Linked DNA regions of Mus musculus: region 1 is linked to region 2. The links are chromatin contacts, called in public HiChIP or PLAC-seq maps. All regions are on one chromosome and are shown on one strand. The core of a region is the stretch at or near the end of the contact, and the rest is flanking DNA. Distances in the headings are between cores, read along the strand shown. Region 1 holds the start of Proser2 (proline and serine rich 2). Region 2 has its middle 18 kb from the start of Gm30136.

Region 1 (6,662 bases), core at 2,601-5,100, 71 kb before region 2:
GCGGCGGCGGGTTCGGCCACCAAACTGTGTCTGTCGTCGGCAGCTGGCTTTCTGGGCTGCTTGAGTCGAGCCATCAAGCCTATCCGCGCTCTGTGCACTATCTGCTCCGACTTCTTCAATCACTCCCGTGACATGGCTGCCATATACTGTGGCCACACTTTTCATCAGCAATGCCTAATCCAGTGGTCTGAGACAGCACCAAGTCGGACCTGCCCACAGGGTAGAATCCAGGTTGGCAAAAAGACTATTATAAACAAGCTTTTCTTCAACCTCGCCCAGGAAGAGGAGAGTGTCTTGGATTTAGAATTCTTAAAGAATGAACTGGAGAGTGTCAAAGCTCAGCTTTCCCAGAAAGACAGGGAGAAATGGGACAGCCAGGCCATTATCGACACTCTACGGGACACCCTGGAAGAACGCAATGCCACTGTGGAGTCCCTGCAGAACGCTTTAAACAAGGCAGAGATGCTATGTTCCACCCTGAAAAAACAGATGAAGTTCCTGGAGCAGCGGCAAGAGGCCCACCGACTCAAGTGCAAGATGAAAAACCATGGAGCAAATTGAGCTGAGGTGGAGGAGATGATCCGAGACATAGGTGTGGGACAGTCAGCGGTAGAGCAGCTGGCTGTGTACTGCGCGTCCCTCAAGAAAGAGTATGAGAATCTGAAGGAAGCTTGGAAGGCCTCAGGGGAGCTGGCTGACAGGTTGAAAAAGGATTTGGTGTTCTCTAGGAGCAAGTTGAAGACTCTCAACACTGAGCTGGATCAGGCCAAGTTAGAACTGAGGTCAGCCCAGAAGGACTTACAAAGTGCTGACAAGGAGATCGCCAGCCTAAGAAAGAAGCCGATGATCCTCCAGGAAACCTTGAGCCTGCCTCCGGAGACCAATGAGCCGGTCAGCCGCCTGGTTTTTGAGAGCCCAGCCCCTGTGGAGATGATGAACCCGAGGCTTCACCAGCCACCCTTCAGTGAATGTTACCTTTGATGTAAATACCCCTCAGCCCAGATCTCCGGCGCCCAGCATCGCCTCCCCAAGAAGCTGTGCCTGGAGAGGGCATGCTCTCCCGTGCAGGACGTCCCCAAGAAGGAGCGCAAAGTCTCCAAGCTGGAGTCCCAGCTCTCACTGGGTGGCCAGCGATGTGTAGGAGAGCCAGATGAAGACTGGCTGGTGCCTTCCCTCTTTTACTGGCTAGTTTTGTGTCAACTTGACACAGCTGGAGTTATCACAGAGAAAGGAGCTTCAGTTGAGGAAATGCCTCCATGAGATCCAACTGTAAGGCATTTTCTCAATTAGTGATCAAGGGGGAAAGGCCCCTTGTGGGTGGGACCATCTCTGGGCTGGTAGTCTTGGGTTCTATAAGAGAGCAGGCTGAGCAAGGCAGGGGAAGCAAGCCAGTAAAGAACATCCCTCCATGGCCTCTGCATCAGCTCCTGCTTCCTGACCTGCTTGAGTTCCAGTCCTGACTTCCTTGGTGATGAACAGCAGTATGGAAGTGTAAGCTGAATAAACCCTTTCCTCCCCAACTTGCTTCTTGGTCATGATGTTTGTGCAGGAATAGAAACCCTGACTAAGACACCTCTCTTCATCTAGAATGCTGTCCTGGGTCAGAAACAGCCCAACAGGACCACAGCAGAATCCCGTTGCAGCACAGATGTGGTAAGAATATGCTTCGATGGGCTTGGAGGACGAACAAAATTCATCCAGCCTAGGGACACAGCCATTATCCGACCAGTGCCTGTTAAGTCCAAGGCCAAGAGTAAACAGAAAGTGAGAATAAAGACTGTGAATTCTGCCTCCCAGCCCAAGCTGGACACCTTCTTATGTCAGTGAACGGTGACCAGAGTCATGTCTGAAATTAGTGGACCAAGACCTGGCCAACCGGAAGTGTTTTTGGAAAATGGCTCCTCTTGGACCAGTTCCTGTGTTCACTGCGCCCTGCACCACACTGGGGAGCCACGTGACCAGTTTACTGTTCTGATCAGCAGGGCCTACTTCCAGTTGCAGGGTTTTGCTTATAGCTACAAGCAGGTGTGGCTGGACTGCTTCTGTTTTTATAGAACAGGCTCACATTGACTCTCAGTGGATGGGAGAGCTGGAGGACCCTATGCAGGCTGGAGACCCTGCGCTTGAACCCTTGCCTGCCTCCAGCTTAGTGCTTGGAATTATGGGGGTGGGGAGGTGATAGGGAAAGGATGGGGAAGCCTTCTGTGTAAAAATAAAAAAAATAATAATGCTTGCCTAATTAACTAGCATGTAGATTAAAGTGCTTTGTAAACATTAATTAAAGATGCAGGGAGTTAGGCGAGGCCAGTGTGTTATTAGAGAAAAAGTTTTCTTCCCTTTAATCAGGTACTTCTTCTTCCTGGGGAAGACCAAGGTATGATCTCAGGACTGAGGAATTGGGCTCAGCCCTGTCAGCTGCCTGTAACCCAGTCATTTGTGTGGCCAGCCACTTCCTTCGCTTTCCATTAAATGGGGAAAATGCAAACATTTAGGGGGTACAGGTTGTCATTCGAGCCACACCAAGCATTACAGTGAATAAAATCCATGGCCCTGGCTTTCTCGCTGAGAACATTAGCTTCTGCCCGGTTGGGAAAGGCTGCCACAACAATGAGCTATTACTATTAGCTACTCAGAAATGTTCCCCCCGGTGGTAAAGATATCCCAACAATCAACAGGATCAAAACCGGGGCCTTTCTTCAGCCTCGTCGACCTCAAAAATCCCTCTCTGTAAAATAACCATAAGAAGTCAAAGGACCTGGCTGGCCAAGAAAATGGCTCATTGGATTGAGGCACTTGCCCTGAGCCCTGAACTCTGACCCTCGTGAGGGCAAGAGAGGACCAGCTCCTGAAGGCTGTCGGCTGACCTTCACTTTTTGAAGCATCTCTCTCTCTCTCTCTCTCTCTCTCTCTCTCTCACACACACACACACACGAATGAAGGAATGGATGAGTGGATGAATGAATGAATGAATGAACCAAAAGAAACAAAATCCTCAAAAAAAAGCAAGAAGGATTTTGACATTTTTCATGACAAGCAAATGATAAATATTTAAGGAGCTGGCCATGTTTACTCTGCTAAAAACCCTGTTCAGTGTGCACACATATGGGAACATCACATAAGTAACTCACATATGGACAATGCTTACAAGTTCATTAAACATGAATAGAGCTTGGCGTGGTGGCACACGCCTTTAATCTCAGCCTGCATTGGCTCTCTCTGAATTGGAGGCCAGCCTAGTCTACATAGTGAGCTCCAGGCCAGCCAAGGCTACATAATGAGATCCCTTTTCAAAAAAACAAAAACAAAGAAAGACTTAACCCCACGACCCCACAAACATTGTCTAAATGAATTAAACAAAATAATGTATGTTATGTGTCTTGTTTGAAAGTATACGTATTTCATAAATAACAGTCATTATTATTAAATGAAAATAATCTCTTCAGGATATTGTTGTTGGATGCCTGTAATCTCAGAAGTCAGGAGGCTGAGGCAGGAGGATCATGAACTTGAAGCCATCCTACATAATGAAATTCTACTTTAAAACAACAACAACAACAACAACGAAACTCTCAAAGTTAGTGGTGGAGTTGCTGGAGAAGTCCCTTCTTATTCAGGACTTCAAAAGCACATTGGTATTACGATTGCTCATGCTCAATTCAGTCTCACAAGTAGACCGAGAAGGCCTGACAGGCACAGCCAAGGGCTTTGGGCGCTGGCCCTTTAAGTATCGCGGGGACGCGCAGACTACCTCTGGCCGACTGGAGTCCGGCCGCCAGGAACGCGCGGCAGAGGTGCAGAGCGCTGGGCGGCGGAGCGCGCACGGCCGCCGAGAGCGCGCGGCGGGGAGGTGCTGGACGCCCTGGGGAGCGCGCTCCAGGCAGCCCGGGACGATCGGCGTGCGTGCGTGCACGACTTGCTGGCCGGAGGACGGCGTGAGCCCCGAGGGTCTCAGTCGGCGTGGACACCTGCGACCCGCGGAGGGGACTTGGCTCGGTGAGTTCCGCCCTACTGAGCGAGGCCAGGCCAAGCGCGGGACACCGGGAGCGGCAGCAGCTGTCGGGATCATCCAGGGCTCCCGGTCCGGGTCTTGGTAACTGGGGAAGCCCTTTGCGCGCAGCTGGGGCTCTGTCGTCGCCGAGGTCAGTGCCACCGGTTGGCCTCCATCCTGGGGCTTCGGGGATCGCGACGTGTGGCTTTTCACCTAGGGGTTTTCCCGAGAGCGAGAGTGGCTCGTGGCGTGTTGTCTGAGTTGAGTCTTTGGTCCCTTACCTTTCCTGGAGCGGACTGCGCGTGAGGACCGTGTCCTTTGCGAGGCTGAAACCCGGAGATGGCCAGAGCCACCTGTTAAACCAGTATCCTGAGCGAATCCTTCGGCAGGTTTTCCATGCCCCCGCCGGTTCCCCGCAGGTAACTGAATCGCGCGGGGATGTTTGTGTGGGTCTGCCGGGAGACCTGGGACGGTAGGGTTAGAAAGACCGAATATGTGGCTAATGAGACAGGGCTTAACAAAAGGCAGTCAAATAAACTGCAGCGTTTCCCTGAGACGGAAAGTTTCTCAACTTTTGTTTTACGGATTCTAAATTTAAGTAACTAACCCCCTCTAGGCACCTAACCACAGGACAACTCTGCCTGAACCTATTTGGTGCAAAGGAGACAATGAAGAGGGGTTTGTGTGTGTGTGTCCCCCTAAAGAGTAAAACTTTCGAGTCCCGCTGTGGGAAGATTCCCTCTGGCTCCAGTTTTAATAGATAACAACAAGAAGCTTTGTCCTAGAACGATCTAGAAATACCAAACCAGGTATTAAGTGTAAACTCTGGGAAGTGCTTGAAGGACAGACTCTTAGGAAAAATAATTTTCTGTGAGGTGCTCCAGTGTGTACTAAAACTTTGCCCTCATATTCCATGCCTGAATGTTCCAGATTGTTTTCCTAGGTGGAGGAGGTACTTTCGTTGGTGCGGCCAATGGTGCGGCCAATGTGGAAATACAAACAAATGCCCTATTTACTTGGGGCTGGGTGGGAAGGGTGGAAGTCGGGCTACGATCTTTCTTGCCAGGCTTGACAGCGTATGTATGGAATCTTCTGTATTTTCTTGCCCAGACCAGTAATAGCCTTTTTCTCGGTGACTGGTTCCTTTTAACAGTGACTCCAGTGAGCTTCTCACTGGAAAATTTTGGATCCTGATAATTTAAAAGCATTTTTCTCCTCTCACAGAAAACAGAAATTTGAAATTAGAATAAGTGGCAGTTATAAAGATGGGCTGTGTTTTTTGAAACTGAAGAGCCCCGTGGCACTTCGTTGAAGAGGGATTGGCCTGTTTTAATGCAGGCGTGGTGTGGCCCTCAGTTCCTTCATCCTTACATTTGTGGTCTCTTTCACCAGCTTCAGTGTTCTGAGCCCTGACTTGCGAATGCACATGCAGAATTTCTAGATAAGAGCCATATGGTCCAAACTGATTAAACCAGATCTGGTAATCCTGCCTTCGCCAGTGGCTGATGAGACACCTGGCCTCGGCTCCAAGGTTCTGAGACACCTCAGGAGCCTACAGTTGGCACCTTATGTTGATCTGAAGATCAGCTCAGGTAACTGATAGAGGCAGAGGACAGCCTTGAAACCTGAAGGGAGGACGTGGACGCTCTGGGTGGAGCAGAGCCCAGCACAGGAAATCCTCTGGAACAAAAAGTTGGAGTGTATCTTCTCTGAGCTGTTATGGGATGGATGCCAGCGGCCTCGGGGCCATTTGTAGGTGCCAGGGGAATCCTAGCAATCCTAGCAGCATCACAGAACTTGAGTGCTTTGACGGTCAAGGGCAGCATTTGTTTCTTCTTGGGGGTTCAGTGGTGGCTTCCTCATGGGTGTCCAACAGAGATGGCTCCCTGTCCAGTCTCTGAAGGCCTCTTGAGCATGCTGAGATGGCCTTCTCTTTGTATAGTGGCATCCCTGATAATGGCTTGTCTGTATGAACCACAGTGAAGTTTCTCCTCTCAGTAAAGCCCTTGCTTCCTCCCAGGGTTACAGCATCAATCTTGAAATTTGAGAGAATTTAACGAAAGATAGTGTTGTACTCACGGTCTGTGCAGCCTAACAGCCTATGTTTCTGGAGCAGAATCTGGTAGGTCTTTTTGAATGCCTATCACCATACTAGATACCTTGGTGCCGGAAAACCCGATTCTCATTCATCACTCTCTCCTGCCTGTCAGATTTTAGCTGATGCTGCTCTTGAACTTGATGCCTGGCAGAGGATCACCTTGAACTTCCAGTCCACCTATCTCTACCTCCCAAGTGCTGAAATGATTCTCATTAAGAAAAAAGAGTCTATTACATTTATTTGTGTGTGTGCATGTGTGCACATATATGTGCATGTGCCACAGTGCCCATGTAGAGGTCAAAGGACAATTTACATGGATGGGTTCTCTTTTTCCACCACGTGAGCCTCTGGTGTAGAACTCAGGTTGTCACATTTGGTGGCAAGCACCTCCACCCACTGAACCATTTCACCTGTTCAGTTATCATTTTTAATATAGTAAAATATAAAGTATATACATCTTAAAGTCTACTAAAGTGCGACACTGAGTATATTAATAGTGGTGTGTAGCCATCACACCTGTCTGATTCTAGAACTTTTCCATCACCCCTCCCCATTAAACAGTCTCCCTTCCCCCCA
Region 2 (6,830 bases), core at 3,803-6,302:
TCTATTTGCTAATGGCCATTTTCACTGGAAATACTAGGCCTGGCGGCAGGTTGCACAGACTACATGAAGAGCATTGTGAAGCTCTTACCCTTCTGTGAGGGATGCAACTGGTCACTCACTGGTCTTCAACTTTCACACTGGCTCAGTTCCGGAGCCTGCTTTGCCTCGTCTACCACCAGGACCAGTGAGAACTCCTCAGAGGACATACTCTGACTCTGTTTCTTCTCCCGACACCGCCCACAGTGGACAGTCTCCTGTCTAGAGGCCCTCTCTATACTTTCCTGCTTCTCTAGTCTCATTTGCAATCTATAGCTTAAGGGAGGTTTTAACCAGAACCCCTAGCTCAGCAGTCTAAAGTTCTTGCTCTGGCTTACAAGGTCCTATCAGGTGTGGGTCCTCTCTCCATTCTTCTCTCCACTGTCCCTCCCCCTTTCCTTTCTTTCTTCCTGGCTCTTCAGATGGCCATTCTTGTTTCTTTCTCTGCTCAGTTTACCAAGAGCGAATGCCCTGCCTAAGGGCTAACTGCCTGTCACTCAGGTCTCCGCTCAGCCTTCTCAGAGCAGACGGCTCCTACTTTACACCCAATCTCAGTAGACACTTGCCAATGAACCACCACTGGTTACCTACTGACAGGCCGGCAGCTTGGCAGGGAGACCCTTCAGAGTTGCTTTAACTTGAGCCTCAGATGGCCATAGCCTTGTCAACCTGCATTGATGTTTTTATATGGAACCTTTCCCTGAGACCATCCCTAGAGCTATAAGCCAAATGCACTCCTAGTAGCTCTCCAAACAACTGCTTACACAAAGATGGCTGGGCAGTGAGATGGTGTCCACCCTAACTTTCCTGTTTAATGGTGTTCGCGATCGCTCTTGGGTTGCTCTGACCTCTAACAAAGGCTCCTCAGAATCAGGGCTCTCTCTACCTTGCATATCAAGTAAAGTCAGCATACAGGAAGCACTTAACACTTTGCATTCAATGTTCACAATGCCCTGGAAAGGCTGTTTGTGCGTGTATTTGTTCTCTCTCTTCCATTGTATAAATGACTTGAAAGAGGCTCCACTTACAGAACTTATTCAGGAAGTGGTAATTCCTGAATTCAAATGCAGGTTCATCTAACTCCATACCCTGAATCCCTCTTCTACACAGGAATGATGGGAAGAGGACAGTTACAAAGTTGGTCCTATGTCCAAAGATGAAGGGGAACAGTGAGCACAGGCTGGACCTCAGTGAGCACAGGCTGGACCTTGGACCCCTGCACATATGTAGCAGATGAGCAGCTTGGTCTTCATGTGGGTCCCCCAACAACTGGAGCAGGAGCTGTTCCTGAGCCTGTTGACTGCCTGTGGATCCCATGTCCCTAAATGGACTGCCTTGTCTGAAATTTGATGTGCAGGGGTGAGTGTGGGTGAGGTGGTAGGTGGGGTGTTGTGTTAGTGGGGGGTGGTACCCAGAGGGGGTTTCTCTTCCTCAAAAGAGAAGGGGAAGGTGGAATTAATGGTGTGTGTGTGGGGAGGGACTTGAGGGAGACCTGGGAGGAAAGGAAAGGCTGATATTGGGTTGTAAAGTGAATAAATAAATAAAAAAAAAGGATGGAGGGGAAAACTCTGGATGTGCCTGTCAGGTTACAAATTGTCCTCACAGTCTCAATTGTTAATACAATGTCCCCCAGACAGCATGTCACAAACATGCTCTCACTGAATGGAGACCTCTATGTGCTGGAGACACAAGTGGTCAGAATTGACTAAGGACTACAACTATGTTCTTTTTTCCTCTTTATTTCTAATTATTTGCCAACTCTTCTCAAGGAAGCCTGGTAAAGCCCTACCTTCACAATTTCTAGATATTTGAGCATTTTTACTGGTCCACTATCTACTGAAAGAAAAGGCCTCTAGCCCGTGGGGTTTCAAGGATCCAGCCTTTTAAGATGCATCTTGGAATCATGAGTTCTCTCAGAAGAAGAAGAAGAAAAAAAAAAACAACCCAAAGTGATTTGGACTATTAGTCCCATTTTAAATTTTTTTATGATTAATTTATTATTTATTTGTGATGCATGTGGGGGTGTTGTATGAGGGGATATATCACATGTATGTATTGTATGAGGGGATATGTCACATGTATGTATTGTATGAGGGGATATATCACAATGCATGCATGGCGGTCAGAAGACAATTTCCAGAAATAGGTTCTTTCCTCCCACCACCTGGGTGCCAGGGAGTGAATTCTGGTTCTCAGGCCCGGCAACAAATGCCATTACCTGCTGAGCTGTCTAGCCCCACAACAGACCATTCTTGCCTGGTACTTTGGAGAGCTCAGGAAAAAAAAGTGCCAGGACCTTTGTAAATATGGAAATCGTAAACTGGACAACATTACATATTTCTCCATAATATTCATGTAACTATCAGCCTCCGTTATTGGGTAGTGAAGATGTGCACAGAAAAAGAAAAGGAAAAAGAAAAAGAGAAAGAGAGAGAGAAAGAGAGAGAGAAAGAGAGAGAGAGAGAGAGAGAGAGAGAGAGAAAGAAAGAGAAAGAGAAAAAGAAGAGGAAAAAGAAGAGGAAAAAGAAAAAGAAAAAGAAAAAGAAAAAGAAAAAGAAAAAGAAAAAGAAAAAGAAAAAGAAAAAGGTTTATGTCTGCAGATCTCTGAGGAAATGGGAACACTGTTTCTTCAGTTGACAAGGAATCAGAGCATGGCCAGCTTAGCTTCATCCAAAGGATGTAGTTGCTGCTTGCATCGCTTCCTATGAACTACGACGAATAGTTGCTGGTTGGATCTGCCCAGGCGTCTCTGGCTGCCAGGTCTAAACCTGAATCTGTATATTTGGTTTATGAGACCATCAAGGCTCACTCTGCATGCGTCATATCAAGCACAGGCTCAGAGGAGAAGGTACACCTGCTCATACTGATGTCTCTCAGGCTCTGTGATGGGTCTCAAGCCCATCATCCTATTCCTCACACAACCCTAACGTGTCCCCCATTTTATAGGCGAGAAAGCTGAAGGTTTGAGGCCAATAACTCCCGGAAGTTATGAGGACAGTGTTGGAGCTGGTACTCAATCCATACCTCGAGTAACCTTGGCAACCTGCTTCTTCCTTTGCTCCCCTGAACACAGAACACATTTCTTTTGCCTTTGGACTCCCCTCAAGTTCTAGTTCTGAGGCCTGACTGTCACAGTTCATGGCACCAGAGTGCTGTTCACAGTCTATGAAGACGCTTCTGCTAGCACTGATGCCAGCACACTGTACGTCATCATGGCCACACCACCATCCAGCGTTGAGTGTGAACTGGAGGGACAGACCTGTGTGCACCTGCTTCTATTTTCCAAATTTTTGAACTCAACTAGTCAAGGTAAACTGGACGGGAAGCTGGAGGAACCTGGGAACTGGGAAGACCACCCTTTCAAGCCACGGAGGACAGCAGGCGATCGGGCATGACATACCTACTCTTTAGGATTGAGCACATTTCCTCAAAAGCCAGAGTCAAAGAGGGAGAGCATCAGTCAGACAGCTTATTTCTCATCTTATTTCCCTACACATGGGCTGTGCTGTGTCTTCTCAGCATAGGCGAGTGGGTGGGCGGGAAGGAGGCAAGCTACCCTCTTAAACTGAAGAGAGAGAATGGCTAGGTTTTCTAGAAGTGGTAGTACTTGGCCTGGCAGTGGGTGGCACACAATCCCAGCACTAGAAAGGCAGAGGCCAGCTTGGTCTACAGAGTTCCAGAACAGCCAGGGCTATACAAAGAAACATTTCAAAAAACATCAAAAAAAGCAAAACAAAGAGGTAGTGCCTGAAATAAAGCTATTTAATAAATTGAGAGACAGAGACCATCTTGCTGGATATACCAGGCTGGCCTGGGACTCAAGTCTTCTTCCTTAGCCTTCCACGTGCTGGGAGAAGTCATGTGCTACCATAGTGTAGCTTCTCCCAGCCTGAAGCAGGCTGGTACAGACCTTGTCACCACTGAGGTGAGACCACCTGGGGTGGAGCCTTCCGAGCTAGATGGCTCTATTGTTCTGTCACATCTGGCTGGATCCAGGTGCCTGGATGGACTGGGGGTGGGGGGGTGGGGGGGTGGGGGTGGGGGGTGGGGGTGAGGATGGGCCTACCCCCTATATAAGCTTAGACTCTAAGTAAACTTTAAGGTGCCTTGAACAGAGTACTTTTGTCTTGGCGTCTTTATTTCTCTCCCCGTCTAGTCTCTTTCCGTCCCAGCCCACCTTTCAGGAGTACCCGGTTCATGTAGGCAGCAGGCGGCTTACAACTACACCATAGTGAGCTTTTAACTTGACCTTGAGGGGAAGTAGGGATAAGCAAGGCTAAACCGGCAGTTTAGATATTCCAGTGCAAGAGGTACCACACGCAGAAGTGAGCAACTGCTACAACCACAAAATGAACTTCCTATGGGTCAAATGCTGTCCCAAGCATTGTAATGGAGAACATCATGCCATTCCACTTGCTTGCGTTGTCTGTGTCTTTGATAGCAAATCAATCCCTTGTAGGCAGGAGCACCCTTTAATCCCCTCCTCTCTACCCCCACTGCTCAGAAGACTGCCTGCTATATTAGATCAAATTCAATAAATATTTGCCTTGTTTCCCATTTTTTCTGAGTATGTGTATAAATCCATGAATCTTAACATCAGCCTGACAGCATAACCTAACTCATATGTGAAGCGGAACATAAAAAACATCTTACATGACAGAATTTACAAAACTTGAAATTACCTGTATTTTATATTAGCATAAAGTCAAAAGCACCGGTCTGATTGTCTCAGGCCCATCGATACACAATGAAAGGTTGTTTAGAGTTGCTATGAAAAACATTTGGGAATTCTAGAAAAAACAAAAGTTAGAAACGAGACTATTAGGGAAACTTCGCATCTATATTTTTGAGTTAGCTATATTTTTGAGTTAGTTAGATTGTAGAAGGCATCCTTTTTTGGGTAGTCACAGGGATCAGATTACAGATGCTGTTTTAGCCAAGCCTGGCCAGAGTCCCTTGGATAGTTTACACTTGTGTGCAGTCCATTAAGTTAGTCTCTATACATGGAAATGCTAGGTGTGATGGCACGTGCCTTGAGTTCAAGGCCAGCCTGAGCTATAGGGAGTGTCTCAGATCAAAACAAACCCTTTAGATGTTTGAGCACTGTTGGCAAAGACAGGACTGGGGAAGAGGTTCAGCTGGTAGAGTGTGTATGTAAAATGGATGAGATTCTCAGTGCTGCAGAAACCCAGAATGATGACAGAATGGCACCATGATGATGTATGCGTCTGGGAGGATCAGAAATTCACGATGATTTTATCTACCTACTTATTTTTTGGCTTTTTGAGACAGGGTTTCTCTGAGTAACAGCCCTGGCTGTCCTGGAACTTGCTTTGTAGACCAGGCTGGCCTCAAATTCACAGAGCTATGCTTGTCTCTGCCTCTTGAGTGCTGGGATTAAAGATATGTCGGGCTCAATCTTTTGTTACAAACCAGTTCCATAGATTGGGCTGTGTGAGAGGAGGAGAGGGAGAGGGGGAGGGGGGAGGGGGAGGGGGAGAGGGAGAGGAGGAGAGGGAGAGAAGGAGAGGAGAGGGGGAGGGGGAGGGGGAGAGGAGAGGAAGAGGAGAGGAGAGAGAGAGAAAGGGGGAGAGGAGAGGAGAGGAGAGGAGAGGAGAGGAGAGGAGAGGAGAGAGAGGAGAGAGAAAGGGGGAGAGGAGAGGGAGAGGAGAGGGAGAGAAAGGGGGAGAGGAGAGGGAGTGGAGAGGGAGAGGAGAGGAGAGAGGAGAGAGAGAGGAGAGAGAGAGGAGAGAGAGAGGAGAGAGAGAGGAGAGGAGAGAGAGAGGAGAGGAGAGGAGAGGAGAGAGAGAGAGGAGAGGAGAGGAGAGGAGAGGAGAGGAGAGGAGAGGAGAGGAGAGGAGAGAGGAGAGGAGAGAGAAAGGGGGAGAGGAGAGGGAGAGGAGAGGGAGAGGAGAGAGGAGAGGAGAGAGGAGAGGAGAGAGAGGAGAGAGGAGAGAGAGAGGGGAGAGAGGGAGGAGAGAGAGAGGGAGAGAGGGGAGAGGGGAGAGGGGAGAGGGGAGGGGAGGAGAGGAGAGGGGAGGAGAGGGGAGGAGAGGGGAGAGATATTGAGATTGTACATAAAAAGGTCATTTTGAGAACACAGTGAAGAAGCCTCTGCAAAATAAAGGCAGGCTTCCAGAGAACCCATCGCTGGCAAGCTGTGGACACGCAGCTTCCAGAACTGGAAGAAATCATTCCTTTAAACGACACAATCACAGTAAGAAGAGCAGTCTACCATGAGCATGAACAGGGAAGAGCAGAGAATATTTCTGCTTGCACTTACTTGTCTAATGTCCAAGGATTCCTGAACATGCTTTATCCTTATAATAATCGCCGTTGCTTTAAGCAAAGTTAACCCCTAAAATGTAAAGACTTTAGTTTTTTTAAAATGTATTTTTCCTTTATGCATATGGATATAGTGCTTGCATGTCTATCTGTATACTGGTTGGGTACCCAGTACTGACACAGGCCAGGGGTTATCAGGTGCCCTGGAATTGGAGTCACAGATAGTTGTTGAGCACCCTGTAGGTGCCGAGACTTGAACCTGGGGTCTTCTGGAAGAAAAGCCAATGCTCTTAACAACTGAGCTACCTCTCCATCCCCTGAGAGTGCAAACACTTTAAAATCACTTCCAATGGGGACCTAGGGCACATTGAACTCCATTTCTGCCCTGAAGTTTCTCATTCCACATAGAGATCTATCTGTATTATGCACAGTTGGAGTTGTTAGAAAGTCTGGGGCCTCTCTTTACTACTGGTAAAGTATTCTCAACATTCTAGCACTTATTCCCTATA

What was found. HiChIP or PLAC-seq counts read pairs in DNA pulled down with a chosen protein or histone mark.
Region 1: an H3K4me3 HiChIP or PLAC-seq map of embryonic stem cells shows a contact between it and region 2, with 39 read pairs. The contact joins the promoter of Proser2 here to the enhancer-like site in region 2. A contact is called at or near these places in 7 of 484 Hi-C or Micro-C datasets (Sertoli cells, cumulus cells, embryonic stem cells and 2 more), 11 of 115 datasets of contacts at active chromatin or transcription factors (bone marrow-derived macrophages, embryonic midbrain, embryonic stem cells and 3 more) and 4 of 9 other capture datasets (adipose tissue, embryonic stem cells, liver and 1 more).

What each region holds. Positions count from the first base shown.
Region 1 is chr2:6,127,373-6,134,034 of GRCm38.p6, reverse strand. It overlaps Proser2 (proline and serine rich 2), which reads left to right and starts at 3,850. Exons shown (of 4, transcript NM_144883.4): 1 at 3,850-3,993. Gm10857 (predicted gene 10857) reads right to left here and starts at 1,166. Exons shown (of 2, transcript NR_033470.1): 1 at 1-1,166. It also overlaps the pseudogene Gm13384.
Region 2 is chr2:6,057,738-6,064,567 of GRCm38.p6, reverse strand. No RefSeq gene overlaps it. Among named protein-coding and RNA genes, the nearest start is that of Gm30136, 18 kb to the left of the region's middle. Within about 2 kb of position 5,052, at least 5 of the 459 cell types and tissues checked have an H3K27ac peak or open chromatin away from gene starts, as enhancers often do. A contact at or near this core is called in embryonic stem cells, where this site is marked.